Regions from separate parts of the Anser cygnoides genome. Here region 2 is linked to region 1. Evidence: chromatin contacts called from public Hi-C data. All regions are on one chromosome and are shown on one strand. The core of a region is the stretch at or near the end of the contact, and the rest is flanking DNA. Distances in the headings are between cores, read along the strand shown. Region 1 overlaps NSMCE2 (NSE2 (MMS21) homolog, SMC5-SMC6 complex SUMO ligase). Region 2 holds the start of TRIB1 (tribbles pseudokinase 1).

The links. A called contact is a pair of places that touch in the nucleus more often than the background predicts.
Region 2: a Hi-C map of liver shows a contact between it and region 1, with 3 times the contacts expected there. The contact joins the promoter of TRIB1 here to the enhancer-like site in region 1. A contact is called at or near these places in 2 of 7 Hi-C or Micro-C datasets (both in liver).

The regions. Positions count from the first base shown.
Region 1 is chr2:152,256,244-152,263,014 of Taihu_goose_T2T_genome, reverse strand. The region is part of intron 5 of NSMCE2 (NSE2 (MMS21) homolog, SMC5-SMC6 complex SUMO ligase); the gene reads right to left. Among named protein-coding and RNA genes, the nearest start is that of TRIB1, 41 kb to the left of the region's middle. Within about 2 kb of position 2,999, at least 2 of the 3 cell types and tissues checked have open chromatin away from gene starts, as enhancers often do. A contact at or near this core is called in liver, where this site is marked.
Region 2 is chr2:152,296,201-152,302,971 of Taihu_goose_T2T_genome, reverse strand. It overlaps TRIB1 (tribbles pseudokinase 1), which reads right to left and starts at 2,463. Exons shown (of 3, transcript XM_066990736.1): 1 at 1,924-2,463; 2 at 1,206-1,498. The coding sequence starts at 2,256.

The DNA.
Region 1 (6,771 bases), core at 1,750-4,249:
GCTCTTCTAAATACCTTAGACATAAATTCATCATAAGTTATTTCGTAACTACCTTCTCAGGGTTTGGTTGAGTTTTTTTGTTTTTTTTTTTGGTTTTTTTTTTTGTTTTTTTTTCATATTAAAAGCCTCTGTGTAAGCTTATATGTTTTTATTAAGTCAATAACTTGTCCACCAATTTGCCACGAAGTTATGAAAAGAGAGAAAGCTGAAGAATGTCTACTACAAATATTTTAAGTTTTTCCTCTTAAAAATCAAATGCACTTCACCTTTGAACTTGAAACAAAAATAATTTTTTGGTTTTGGTTTATAAATTTTGAAATGTATTACTTCTGTCTTCTGAAAGATCACAGTGGAGCATATTGGGAGTAACAACTCTACTTTTCTTACATATTTGAAAAGCTTCACTCTTTCCTGAAGCTAAGCTCTGGTGTGCATAACAAAACAGTCTTTCAAATACATATTTTCATACTTTAGAAAAACAAACAAACAAAAATCCCCGTGGGATGTCTGTGCTGCTGATAGCACAAGATTGTTGGAGACCAATGAATAGATCACTCTTTATCATTCTGTCATTATGACTCAGAGCGTGGTTCAACGTCTCATTCACTAGAGCCATCAAAACCAGAATTAAAGAAAGATCCATTTCCTCATAAGTTTTTCCATGACATTTAGCTGTATTCCTGAGGCTGAACCAACTGCTGGGGTGACCTTCAACAAACCACTTTCTCTTTCAGAATCTGAATTTCCTCATCTGAGGTGACTTTGTTGGTAACACACTTCAAGATATATTGATTAAAAACAATATATATATATATATACAGTAATAATCAAGTAAAAGGCAGTTATCACATGTTTATGTTGCAGAGGCTTCTAAAGTCATCAGCCACCCATCAGTCCTGACACAATGGTACCCATGATAATGACTATTGTTATTTTCGGTACATGAATATCAAAGAAGCTATTTCCTGTATCAATGCTGAGAAATACTAGATTAAAGCAAGGAAATTCAACTTCAAACAAAGATGGATACTAAAATCAGTAGATATCTTCAAGACCATTCATCATGTGCTATACTTTCTGAATGAAACTGCTGAGGAGGAACTAATTTTACCATTTTTTTTCCAGTTTCACAATTTTAAAGGAAACTCCAAAATAAACTATTTAATGGAGTTGTATGTAGTCAGAAGAAAAAAAAACATAAACAGTGGCAGTGAAAGAAAATAACCAAGTAATGGGCTGGTTGTCATCCTAAAAACCCCATCCAAACATGGAATCTCACAGTGAGAATAGTGATGGATGAAGGTTCAAGAGAGATTAGAAGAGCAGAAACTCTGCTGCAACCCAGGGAAGACTTTACAGATGCCCTCCATTACACTCCTACAGAAGATGATCTTTCTGCTTCAAAATAAAATCCCTAATTCTAATAGTTTCTGTACAGTAAAATAATAAAAGTGCTGCTAGACAAAGGGACTGCTGGATATTTACCATGTCAAAAAGAGCCCATATTTCAAAAGACTCAGAAAGGATGTGAAACCTCACTTCCAAGTACTTATGAAATAAAGTATGCTTAATGAAACTTCTGCTAAAAATGAGTAAATAGCACATGATCACATTTTGCTTCTCTATTTTAATAAAACCTCTTCAATCTAATGAGTTAACTTTAAAAGAAAATAATTTACGTTACTCTCAGTTCTGTCCTACAGCTCCTGACAGGGTGGTTTTGCTTGGTTAATTGAGATTTGGGTCTTCCATTCAACATCTTCCATCTTGTTTTAACAGTATTACTTTAATATAGGACTCAAAGTGTGTAATACTAATTACTTACAAAACCAAACAAGAACCTTTTTCATCACTCTGTTCTCCAACCATCACACAGTAAAAATAATAATTAAAAAACAACAACAACAAAACATGAGTAGAGGCCATCAATATTTCTCCCGAAGAGCACCCCAAGGCTCACATCAATCTTGTGGTAAAGCAATAATTTGGGACTCAGGAGATCTGGCCATTACCACAGTTTTGGGGATTTTGCTTTATAAAAATTAGGAACAATTAGGAATAGTACTGAATTTCTGCACCTAGACTATAATCTGTTCTCAGCAGGTGCTATTTCTTACTATGTGTATATGCGGTACCCACTCTAATGGTATACCAATCTTAAGTGAGATGAACAGAACACATTCGCCTATAAAAATCATAAATACATACATAAATATGAATAGTATAGCTATGGAAACAGATTGGTGGGTGGGGAGGAACTTGAAAATAAACACAATAGGAACAACAAAGCAATCACTCAAGAAAACCCCCAAACAATACTAGAAGTGTGCTTAGTAAGTTAGCAGACTCGAAAATACAGGTAGGTGAGATGAGTTTCTACAAAGTGAAATACAAATATGAACATGAACACTTCAGTAAACAGTGCTATTGACATTGCTCACAGAACTTCTACAGCACAAATGTTTGTCGTATTTGCAGGTTTCATAGGAGAAATCATGATATTGAATTATTTTCCCTTGTCTTCGATTTATAAGGTGGATCTTAGTTTTAAGAAATACGATGTTGTTTTCCTCTTTTTAACCCTCCAATAGTTTTCTTAACCCAGCGAACATCTATAACGTCAGTTAAAGGTTCATTTGTTTCCTCACTGATTTCCTGTAAAACTTGTGACTCAGCATGTCACCTGAACCTGCTGCTCTGTGGACTGAAAGGACATCGAACACTTTTGTAATCACGCTCCAGCTGCACGCTTGTCAGCAGTGTGGTAGCCATCACCGAATTGGAGGTGATCATTACCCTGTTACTAAATTCACCCCTGCATTTATGATTGCACACACACACACCTTGCTAACTGAGCCAGAACTATTTCTGTCATCTGTAATCACTGTTGACGAATATACCTTTTTCTCTATTCACTGCAGAATATTTTTTTTTCTCTCAATAGTTTTGATGTTAACAAGAGTCTTGAATAATTTCCTTGCAGCACTGTTCTCCACTAACTCTTTTTGGATGAGATCTGCTTTTAATAATGTGGATACCTTTACAGATGTGACCCCAAATCATTCATGTGTTAATTTTTGAGCATTTCTTGGAATTATTTATAAGTCTCCTTTTCCCACATATGTAATGAACACTTTCAATCTGAATATTTGGCTATTTAACATGGTAGACTGAGGTCTAAAGTCTTCTTGCCTTTAAAAACCTATCATGAGATTTCTTCCTATTCGATCTTTGAATTTTTTGGTAAAGGCTTTGCTTCTGGGTTTTCAGAATACCTTTTACTTTTATTCGAGGAGGTATTCCAAAAACACCTCTTTTATATTGAATTGCTTTAAGCTGCTGCATTTAAAATGAAGAGTTTTCCACTCTGCAGGTTTAAATAAAATCTACCTGAATGCTGCAGAGTACATCTCTATCTGAAATAAGGAGTAAGAGTAAATAGCACTCTCTAATTTGTTTCCTTGGCATGATTCATTATCTTATGGTCCTCTCTTCTTTCATTTCATTTCCAGTCTAGATTTCTACATACAAGAAAGTTTTTCTGTGTCTTTAATAATTTTTCCTGCCTCTCTCTAAATGTTACTTCAACTGTTTCCCTTTGAAGATAAGATCCCTGCAGATGAATACAGCATTCATGGAGAGGATGTATAATTTGTATATTATCTCTTAGGTTTCTCTGTTCATTTTTAACATGATCCTTTTCCTCTTGCTGTACTGTCAGAGGTCTGAATCTGGGGACACAGAAAAGAAAACACTCATTGTTTTGGGCCTTCCTCCTCCCTCAGTTTGTCAGTAACAAAATGAGGCGACATCTGCCTGGAGAGGGTTAGGCTGAAATTCTGCTTCTGAAGCATGTGGGAAGAAAAGCATGGGATTCAGAAGGCTTTCCAGAAGGAAGTTAGTCTGCTGCCGGGATCTCTTCGTGGGAAGGTCAGAACTCTCCTCCCTGGAGTTATTCCTCAGAATACAAGTGCAGGATGACAAAGCCTTCTGGCTGTAACACCCGTTTGACCTCATGAGCTGAGTCCTTGTTCTGACGTGTACTTTAGAGTCATAGAATCACAGAATCATTAAGGTTGGAAATGACCTTCAAGATCACCTGGTCCAACCATCCCCCTACCACCAGTGTCACCCACTGAACCATGTCCCTAAGCACCACGTCCAGCCTTTCCTTGAACACCCCCAGGGACGGTGACTCCACCACCTCCCTGGGCAACTCGTCCCAATGCCTGACTGCTCTTTCTGAGAAGAAATGTCTTCTCATTTCCAACCTGAACCTCACCAGGCGCAACTTGTGGCCATTTCCTCGAGTCGTATCATTAGTTACCTGAGAGAAGAGGCCGACCCCCTCCTCATCACAACCTCCCTTTAGGTAGCTGTAGAGTGCAGTGAGGTCTCCCCTGAGCCTCCTCTTCTCCAGACCAAACACCCCCAGCTCCCTCAGCCGCTCCTCACAGGACTTGTGCTCCAGGCCCTTCCCCAGCTTCGTAGCCCTGCTCTGGGCACGCTCCAGGGCCTCGATGTCCTTCTGGTACTGAGGGGCCCAAAGCTGAACACAGCACTCGAGGTATAGCAAACAAAAAATATCTTACAAGAAATGACTTATTTCACCCTTCTGAAACACATTGATTTGTGATACCAAATCCTGTGGGACTGGAGACTGCCGGTTGCCAAGCAGGAGCCCCCCGCTCACTCCCGGTGCCTGTGATGGGCTGGATCCGGGCTGGCAGTGCCCAGCTGCCCGTGTCTGCAGGCACAAGTCTCAGAGCCCAAGCACGTCTACGTATGTTGAAGTCCTCTTTTCTGCAGGCATTATCTCTAGACTTACCTCTGCTATCCTGAATTAATCTAAGGTGATGCATACCACAGTTCACACAGTTCTTCAATTCTCATCTAGTTTATTTATTTATTTATTTATTTATAATTTACTTAGTAAAACAAGTTATTATGTTACACCTGTTTTTTCCTGAGTGGATTCCCAAGTCACCTTAAACTGACTTTCCTTTATGATGAAATTTGTTACTTCTCTTCTTTATTTTATCCTCTCCTTGTCCATATTTACTTGCTTTTTGAAATAAAAAGCTCCTCATATGCCACTGAAAGGGACTTATTTTTTCCAAATCTGATAAAGACTTTATTATCCACAACAATTTCAGATTTTCTGCAACGGGTCAGGAGACCAGACTAATTCTGTAGTTCAATAGTACATCTACTGAAATTATTCTCATACTTAGGAAATTCAACAATGTCAACTTGTTCGCCACCTGAACAGAAATACTTTAAAGGCTTTCTGAAAGCTTTATGGGTTCTGCCGCTCTAATTCTGAAAATTATGTCCCTGCTCATTAGGGATAAGTTTCATCTGCACAGCTTTACTTTTGGTGAACAGACATTTCACCAGGGGTGCTTGTAGCCAGAGATACCCAGCAGCAAGTACCCTCTGGGCATATGTTCTGCTGTAAGGTATGTGTAGAGACAGACTGACCGGGGAAAATAGGAAGAGACATTGTTGAGAAAGAACTGTTCAGAAGAAAAAAGTATTAACCTGTGACAGGAGAGAAATGGATTTATTTCTCTGTTCTGACACACTTTCTGAAAGTTCCTGTACAAATCACTTAAACCTAGACCCACAAAGATAATGATGTGCCTAACTTCCACTGAAACCCATGAGAGCTGAGTCCCCAAAAATACTTTGGTGGAAGTAAATCTTGTTTTTCTGGGTCTCCGCTATCCATCTGCACAATAGGTATTACTGCAAAACAGCATTTCATCAGAGGCAGCTCATATATTCCCTGTTAGTATCCACAGTACAGAAGAATTTAAAGGCATTGGCTGTGTGGGATATTATACAAATAGGAGAAAGAGAGACCTAGAAAAACACATTTCAGTGCCAAAACTGTACTTGTCTTTAAAATAAGCAGCCCCAGTGTCTCAGCCGTCTGAGTGTCACTGTTTCTCTGCCACTCTGCTGTGGCTGGAAGATTACAGTACAGCAAAACCCCGAGTGGCACTGCTAAGCATGGGAAAAAGAAAGATAACCAGCAAGGGTATAGCAACCTACCCTTCCTTTCCAAGCTTAATAGAAAAGAGAAACATTTCTACATTTGAAACAGAACCAAAAGTTTTCTGCCCAAATATTCTTGTCATTAAGTTTCATGCATTTGATTTATTACCACTTCCTGCTGTTCATATTTAAACTCTCCTTTCCAGCAGGCACATAATCAAAATCACATTAAGCGTTCCAACAGCTTGCTTGTAGTGGCTATTTATAGTAAATATTTACTGATAGATACTTTAAGAGAAAAATAAAATCCTACACATGACAATTATTTGCAAAATACCGATCAAATTCAGTTGGATCAACACTTCAGTATAGGATCTGAGGTTAAAGACAGAACGGAGTCATATTTATGTTATTTTTAGAACCTATTTCATATTGCCTCACTATGAATCTATAGTGCAGTTGCTTTCCAGCATGTTGCAGAGATGTGGAGCCAAGAGGTTTTTTGCTGCATCCAGTTATCTCATTAGGTATGAAAAAAGCTTTATATGAACTCTCACATTGGTGAGAGCAGTTGTCATATGCCCAACCCATTAGCAATCTTTCCTAATAGACCCTGTAAAATGGGTCCTAGGTTTGATGACAGTAAAGCCACCCTTCAGAGTTCTGAGAGTTTGGAAATTCCACATCCTGCTAGAAATTAGAATGTGTGTGTTATGCAAAAGTTCAGTAACATACAATGGAAATTACCCTGTATGGGGTCAAATAGTC
Region 2 (6,771 bases), core at 1,214-3,713, 40 kb before region 1:
CACTGAAACTGCACCTGTGCTGGTGAGCCCGAGCGCCTGCCTTGCCATTGCTTAACCCTCTTCTTGCCAAATGTGATGCACATGACACCAGCCTGTGCAACGCGTATTTCCAAATGAGCAAGGCTGTGTGCAATGTAACATTTCAACAAATGTTTCATCTTATTATGGGCGGGAAAAGCTGCAATAGTTTCCTTCAAAGGAATTACTTTCTTTGCATGTCAACATATGGTTGGCTGTGTTTTAAGGGGGGCAGTTCTGCTTAGTTTTCTTATCACATTCACAACCGATATCCTGAAGAAGCGTTAGCAGTTTAAAAAAAAAAAAACACGTTTTCTTCTGTTTCAATAAATCATCTCCAGTTTCATCAGATTAAGCACAACTCCATGACAGCTTCTACTTATTTTTTAAGCTTTCCACGGGACAAGCAGCTGGTCAGAGTCAGTTTTGCCGATTAACACAGTATTTCTGGCTCTGCCATGTGCAGTGATGGACTACAAGAGCAGCAAACACCCCAGGGAAAACGCTGAATGATCTTCCCTGACCTAAATTTAGAAACTAATTCCAAAAGCATGCCTGTGGAAGGGGGGAAATTGGAACCTCCTCGCTATAAACCGAGGCTTTAGGCTAAGTTTTACCAAAGCGTTTTTCTTCCTCGCAGGATATTTAACCGTGTCCCGCCCTCCCTCCTTTGCATGCCTGCATCCACGGTGTGGGGAAAGCACCACCACCACCGGTCGTGGAGGGAGCACAACAGCCTCGGAAGAGGCAGCAGATCACCTGACCAGCAGAGATTTTGGAGAGGAGACCCCTCTCCTGCTCCGCATCGGGGCTTTCCCCATCCCCTCCTTCCTCTCCCTGCCCCAGCCCTTGATTCATTCGACCCCGGCAGAGTCGCACACACGACATCTGGCACTGAGTGCCCAGACTATCGCCCCTTTGTCCCCCAGCGGGTGTCACCGAACTTGTGCTGAATGAGAGGAGCCTCACGGCGAGTTTCCTCCATTTCGTCAGTCGAGACCCAGCTACAAGCAGGCACGCACCAGTTGGATCCGTGACCTGCTCCACGCACGTGACGCAGCCCGCATCACGCAGGTGATGCCCGGCTTACACCACCATTCACGCTCCCTGGGATGCTTTTTGCCTTTCCACATGAGGCTTTCCTCCCTGCCCGCTCACCCAGAGGCTGGCCGCTGACAACCGCTTACCTTTCTTCATTGGAGAAGACAAATTTCCTGAGCTTGAGGTCACCGAGGACGATGGCCGACTGGTGGCAGTGAGCTACAGCCGAGACGATCTGCTTGAAGAGCCGGGCAGCCTCCTCTTCCCTCAGCCTCTTGCAGCTCCTCACATAGGAGTGCATGTCCCCAAAGTCCTTTTCGAAGAAGACATAGGCCTTGGTGTCCCCGAGGATCACTTCCACCACGCCGGTGATGTTCCGGTGCGACGGCAGCTGGATGTAAGGCCGGATCTTGTCCTGGTAGTGTTTGAGGGGGAACACCTGTGAAGAGGAAATTAAGAAGAAAGTTCGTTTTCAAGGGCGTTGGAAGCGGCCTCGCTCATAGCAACTCTTCCCAAACAATGACGAGGGAGCTGGAGGACAGCCAGGGCTCCGCGGGAGCGCCGCTCGCAGCGGGCTCCGAGCCCCTTTATTCGCATCGGCGAGGGGAAAGCAAAAAAAAAAGCAACCCGCAAACGCCAAACCTAAACCTAACCCCCCCCTAACACCTCACGATGACCCCCCTGGGGTACCCCAACCCCTCGCCTCGCCCCACCGCCTCAGCGAGCCCCTGTGAAGGGCGCTCCTCGCCGGGCGGCTCCGTGGCGAGGTTTCCCCTGACTTTTACCCCAAAAGAAGCCCCCGGGGAAGGGACACCCCGACTCCTCGCCCCCCCCCCCATAGCCCCCCCCCCCCCCCCAACTCACCTTACAGCGAAGCTCCCTGCCGGAGCTGACGCTCAGCGCCCTCGACACCTGCTCCCGCTCGGCCAGCGGCAGCAGCAGGTAGGAGGCGATGAGGCTGGGCCCCGCCGCCCCTCCGGCGGGCGAGGACGGGGCGCAGGGCGAAGAAGGGGCGCTGAGGCAATCCGGGGGGCCCGCGGGGCACTCGGCCAGGCGAGGCCACTTGGAGGCCGGAGCCTCCTCGGCGGGGCCGTCCGGGAGCGGCGGCAGGCGCTTGGCCGGGGCGCTGCGGCAGCGGGCGGCCGGCAGGAGGAGCGCGGCGGCCCGGCGAGGCGGCGGAGGAGCCGGGCGGCTCATGGGGGGAGCCGAGGAAGGGAGCCGGGAGGGGAGAGGAGCCGGGGGGGGGGGGGGGGGGTGTTTCGGGGTGGCTGTGGGGCTAAAGGAGGAGGAGGTGGAGGAAGCAGCGCGGCTGGCGCATCCCCCTGCTGTCCCCGCCGCAGCCCCGCGCCGTGTCCACCATCTGCCGCCGAGTCGGCGTTAAAGTAGTTGGAGGGTTTAAAAAAAAAAAAAAAAAAAAAAAAAAAAAATCGCTTTTCCCCCCTCCTACCCCGGCCCTGACGCACGGGGAAGTGGGAGGGGAGGAAGGCTCGGCCCCGCCTCGCCGCGCCCCGCTCCGCCCCGCGGCCCGCAGCGCCCCGCCGGGGGGGGCGCGGGGCTGCCGGGGGGTCCCCGCGTCCCCGGAACCCTTTCCCCGAGAGCCCGAGGCGCTGGAGACGAGGGAAGGGGCAGCCGAGGGAGAGGGGAGCCTCTGCGAAGCCCCCCCCGGAAGTGGCAGCGAGGGTTTGGTGTCAGAAAGCTCGGGGGGCTCCGTGGGGCTTCGAGGCAGCACCGCCGAGGCTTTCTGTGAGGGGTGAAACCGAAAAAAACCCAAGCCAGGCTGACCGTGGAGAGAAAGCGAGCCCCGCTCCATCGCCACGAGCCCCTCCTGTGTGCTTTCACCACAACCTCAGCCCCGCGGTTGCCTCACCAGCCGCTCTTTAACCTTTGCTCATCCCAGAGCCTGCCCCACAGCGCTGGTGCGGGCTCACCAGCATTCCTTCGGGAGCGTGGGCTTCACCACCAGAAATAACTCTACCCCTCGTTTCGAAGCCATGTGCCGTCCCCAAAAGGCACAGCATCCCCAAAAGGCACAGCATCCCCAAAAGGCACAGCATCCCCAAACGGCACAGCATCCCCAAACGGCACAGCATCCCCACGAGCAGCTGAAGCGGCCGGTGTGGAGCAGGATCAACCCCAACAGCCACCGGCCGGCTCAGGAGTGTGGGTTTAAAGCCACGTACAAGAGGTGTTCAGCCGGGACTGCCAGGAAATGGGAGCAAAAAATAAAAAAGAAAGACAACAAATCATCCCCGGAAAAAAAAAAAAAAAAAGCACAGACAGCTGTAGTTTTGACAAGAGTGCTCCAGAAGGAAACTCTCCCAGCTTTGCTGTTTACATATATGCAAATGTTCTGCAATCCGGTGCTGAGGCTCCCTAATAGCTGAGGGAGCCCCGGTTTTGTTCCTGCAGGCCCAGCACCCATCCTGCTCTGGTCCCCCTGCTTTAGCTGCAGGCAGGGAGCAGGATGGGGTCCCCGCCACTGTGGCGGTGATGCCACGAGCGCAGGTACCCGCTGGGATTCCTGGCGGATAACTGCACGGCGGAGCCCCGCCTGCCCTCAGCTACTTGTAGTGTATTTTAAGAAACACATGAAACTCTGGTGCTGGATGACTCACGGCATAGCAGTCCCATTAATGCATTTAAACATAAAATGCATATGCCATAAAGGGATATCCCAGGGGCTGCATTTTCCTTTCCTTTCTTTTTTTTTTTTTTTGTAACAGAAAGACAATTCGGCGAATGTTTGCAGATTGTTTTGGAGCGATTCACCGCAACGCAGAACGTGCTGGTTTATTTCGTTCCTCTTATAGGTGAAGCACGCACGCAGGCCCGTCGGACTTTTTTTGGTTTACGTTTCCCCTCCTGGAAGGCTGATGACGGGGATAGCGCTGCTGGCTGAACTGGGTCAGCGGCTTCTGCATTAATGCACCGCTTGCTACGTCCGAGAGAGCGTGAGGTGTGGTGAGGAGAGCGTGTCAGGGATTTCGGGGACAGGGGCATGGTGTAGGCGCTTGGCCAAAATAGCGACAGGCCTACAGAAAGGTACTCATGGGTGCTGTCAGTGTGCAGCAGCATCTGGTCGGTGCCCCCCGGCTGCTACACAGACAGAAGAGTTTTGGCTCTGCTGCCAAAATGTGGCTGAGGTGAACCCAGGTTAAATCTGGCCGGCAGAAGGTCTCTGCATGATGGGGGCAGCTCTTCCCAGCAGGAAACCTTCACTGCTTCTTTAAAACTGACATGCTGTTGGGTGCCCATACCATTAATATCATGACTGAACGTATAGTAGCGATGCAGAGTTAACAATTAACCAAATTAAGAGTGCTCCGTACCATATTCTCAGTCAGGTTTGGGTATGGATCATAGGGAAAGGTCCGCATCCAGCCTCCTCCTCACCCTCACCAAGTTCTTTCCAACATGCCGCTGAGCGGAAAGAGAAGTGATTCCAGGTTTGGGGTTTCTGTCTTTTCTAATTTTGGCTGATCCACAAAATAAAAAAATATATACATATCCAAAAATAAAACCAAACCAAACCACCAACAAAAAAAGAGATGCCAAGGGTGGCTGGCCGCACAGCACTGGTGCTTCTCAGAGGGCCGAAACTTGTCCTCCTCAGCCGTCTCTGCCACTGCTTGCATGCGAGCCTGTTTTTTTACAGACCGGTGCAGAAAGAAGCAGCAATTCAAAGGAGAGTTTTGTGGAGAGCAGAACTGCTGCAGCATTTCAGCATTAGAAGGTTTTTGCACGACGTGGGCTACTGCACCTGCCATAGCAGACTCGTGTTCAGACACACTGGAGGTCACTTCACGGGTTTTTGGGCATCCAGGTGTATCACCCACATTAGTGCCCTGAAATCACAAGCCATTGGGGTCTGCCTTCTTCTCCCTACTCAAGCTTTCATCATCTCATCCCCTCCTCCCACCCCCCCCAAAAAAAAAAGATTTTCCTTGAGCTACCTGCTTAGCATACACAAAGAGAGAAACTCAGCTCTACCCAGCAAATACAGGGAACCAAACACCCGGCCCTGGATGCTCCAAGAGCAGTAAGGTGGGGCAGGGGTGGCCCTTGGGAACACAAGTCCTTGTCCTTGGCAAAGGACAACAGTGCGCAACAGGCACTTCCCAAGTCCCGAGGAAGTCTAAGGAGTTCCCAGCCAACGGGAACCTCGGGCATCCCTTCTCCTTGCATGTTATTTTAAGGAAATTTTTCTTCTGTGGCATTCAAGCATCTACCTGTCTCGCCCTCAGCCCGTGCCTACGCTCACCTGCTCAGCTGCTTCTCCTGAGATGCTCGCAGAGTTATCTCCACTGCTCCACTTCTCTGACCCTTTATCTCTGTAACTGGAGCAGCCGGCGGCAATGAGAATTGTGTAACCATCTCCCCACTTCCCAAGTGCTTGGGACAGGTCTGGTTACTTTGATAATGTGTCTCCTGGGATACACAGCGTAAATCTCTATTAGATTAGGCCACTTATAAATAAACTGGGCGCTTGCTATGGGAAGAAATTAAAAAGTCATTATTTTAGTTATCGGATGACGGACGCATGACACACAAATGTCTCAGTGAATATTAAACTATCAGGCAAATGATGTAAAATAACTATCCTTATTTTACAAGTCATCTCAAGCCATGTAATGATATTTAAACTACAGCTAGCCTTTAAGCCAGTAATGTAAAACCAGCAGAGAGCCCGTGATCTGCTACGGAGTTGCTGTATACTCTTCCCGTGCAGAAAAGGCTCGAAGAGAAGTCGTGTGGCCAGGTGATAAAGAACTTAAAAGCCCCGCTTTATAGCAGGAATCACATCTGTGGTAACCCTACAACCAGCCTTACACATTGTGAAATTCAGTGGCAGATTCAATGCTAAGATATAAAACACATGACAGGCATGTAGTGACATCAAAAGAACTGAAATGTAATGGCGTTCAGATGTCTCCCCTCGAGCCCTCCCAGAAACTCTTCTGAGGGCTGCTGTTGCTAGGAAAGCCGAATAATTCCCTTTTGATAACCCTGTTGTTATCAAATCCAGGGAGTCTCATGAGCAGCACCTCCTGACTTCGTTCCTGTGTGGACCGAGGAGCATGAAGGCTTCTTCTGTTGCTTGTGAGATGTGTGAAGGCTCAGGTTTTAAACCTCAAATCTTGTTTTTACTTCAGAAGTTGATTGCACAAGCGGACAGTGAATGAGCGTCTCTCCATTTCCCTTGCGGTCAGAGAAGATCCTATTCATACTGAGTTTACAAGCAAACACTTCCTTTGGTAAGCTTCCCATGCAATTCAATTCATGTGCGTGCTTTCAAGCTCTGTCGGCGGGTCGGGACTAACATCCGAATAACCGCGTGAGGCACAGTCTCTCCCCAGCCCCGCTGCTGTTTTTAGGCAGCACTTTGAAACAATAAATCACACGGGTTGTAGGTAGGTTGACGCCGTTCTGTTAAGAGATGATTACTCATGCAGAAGGCTAAGCACATCCATGGGTACCCATCGCATGATTTACACGCATCCCAGGATTTTACCTGCGTAACAATCAATGTGATGTTCCTCCCTCTTACAGTTACTGGCTTGCAGCCTAGAATCCGCTGGCACCTAGACACAGGATCCTCCTCTGGGCACTGCTGTGACCGTGCCATGTGTCTGAAATAATGTGCGTTCACTGAAAGTGCTTTAGGACCAGAAAATAAAACCATTATTTATGGAAGATTTGGAATCCCTGTTT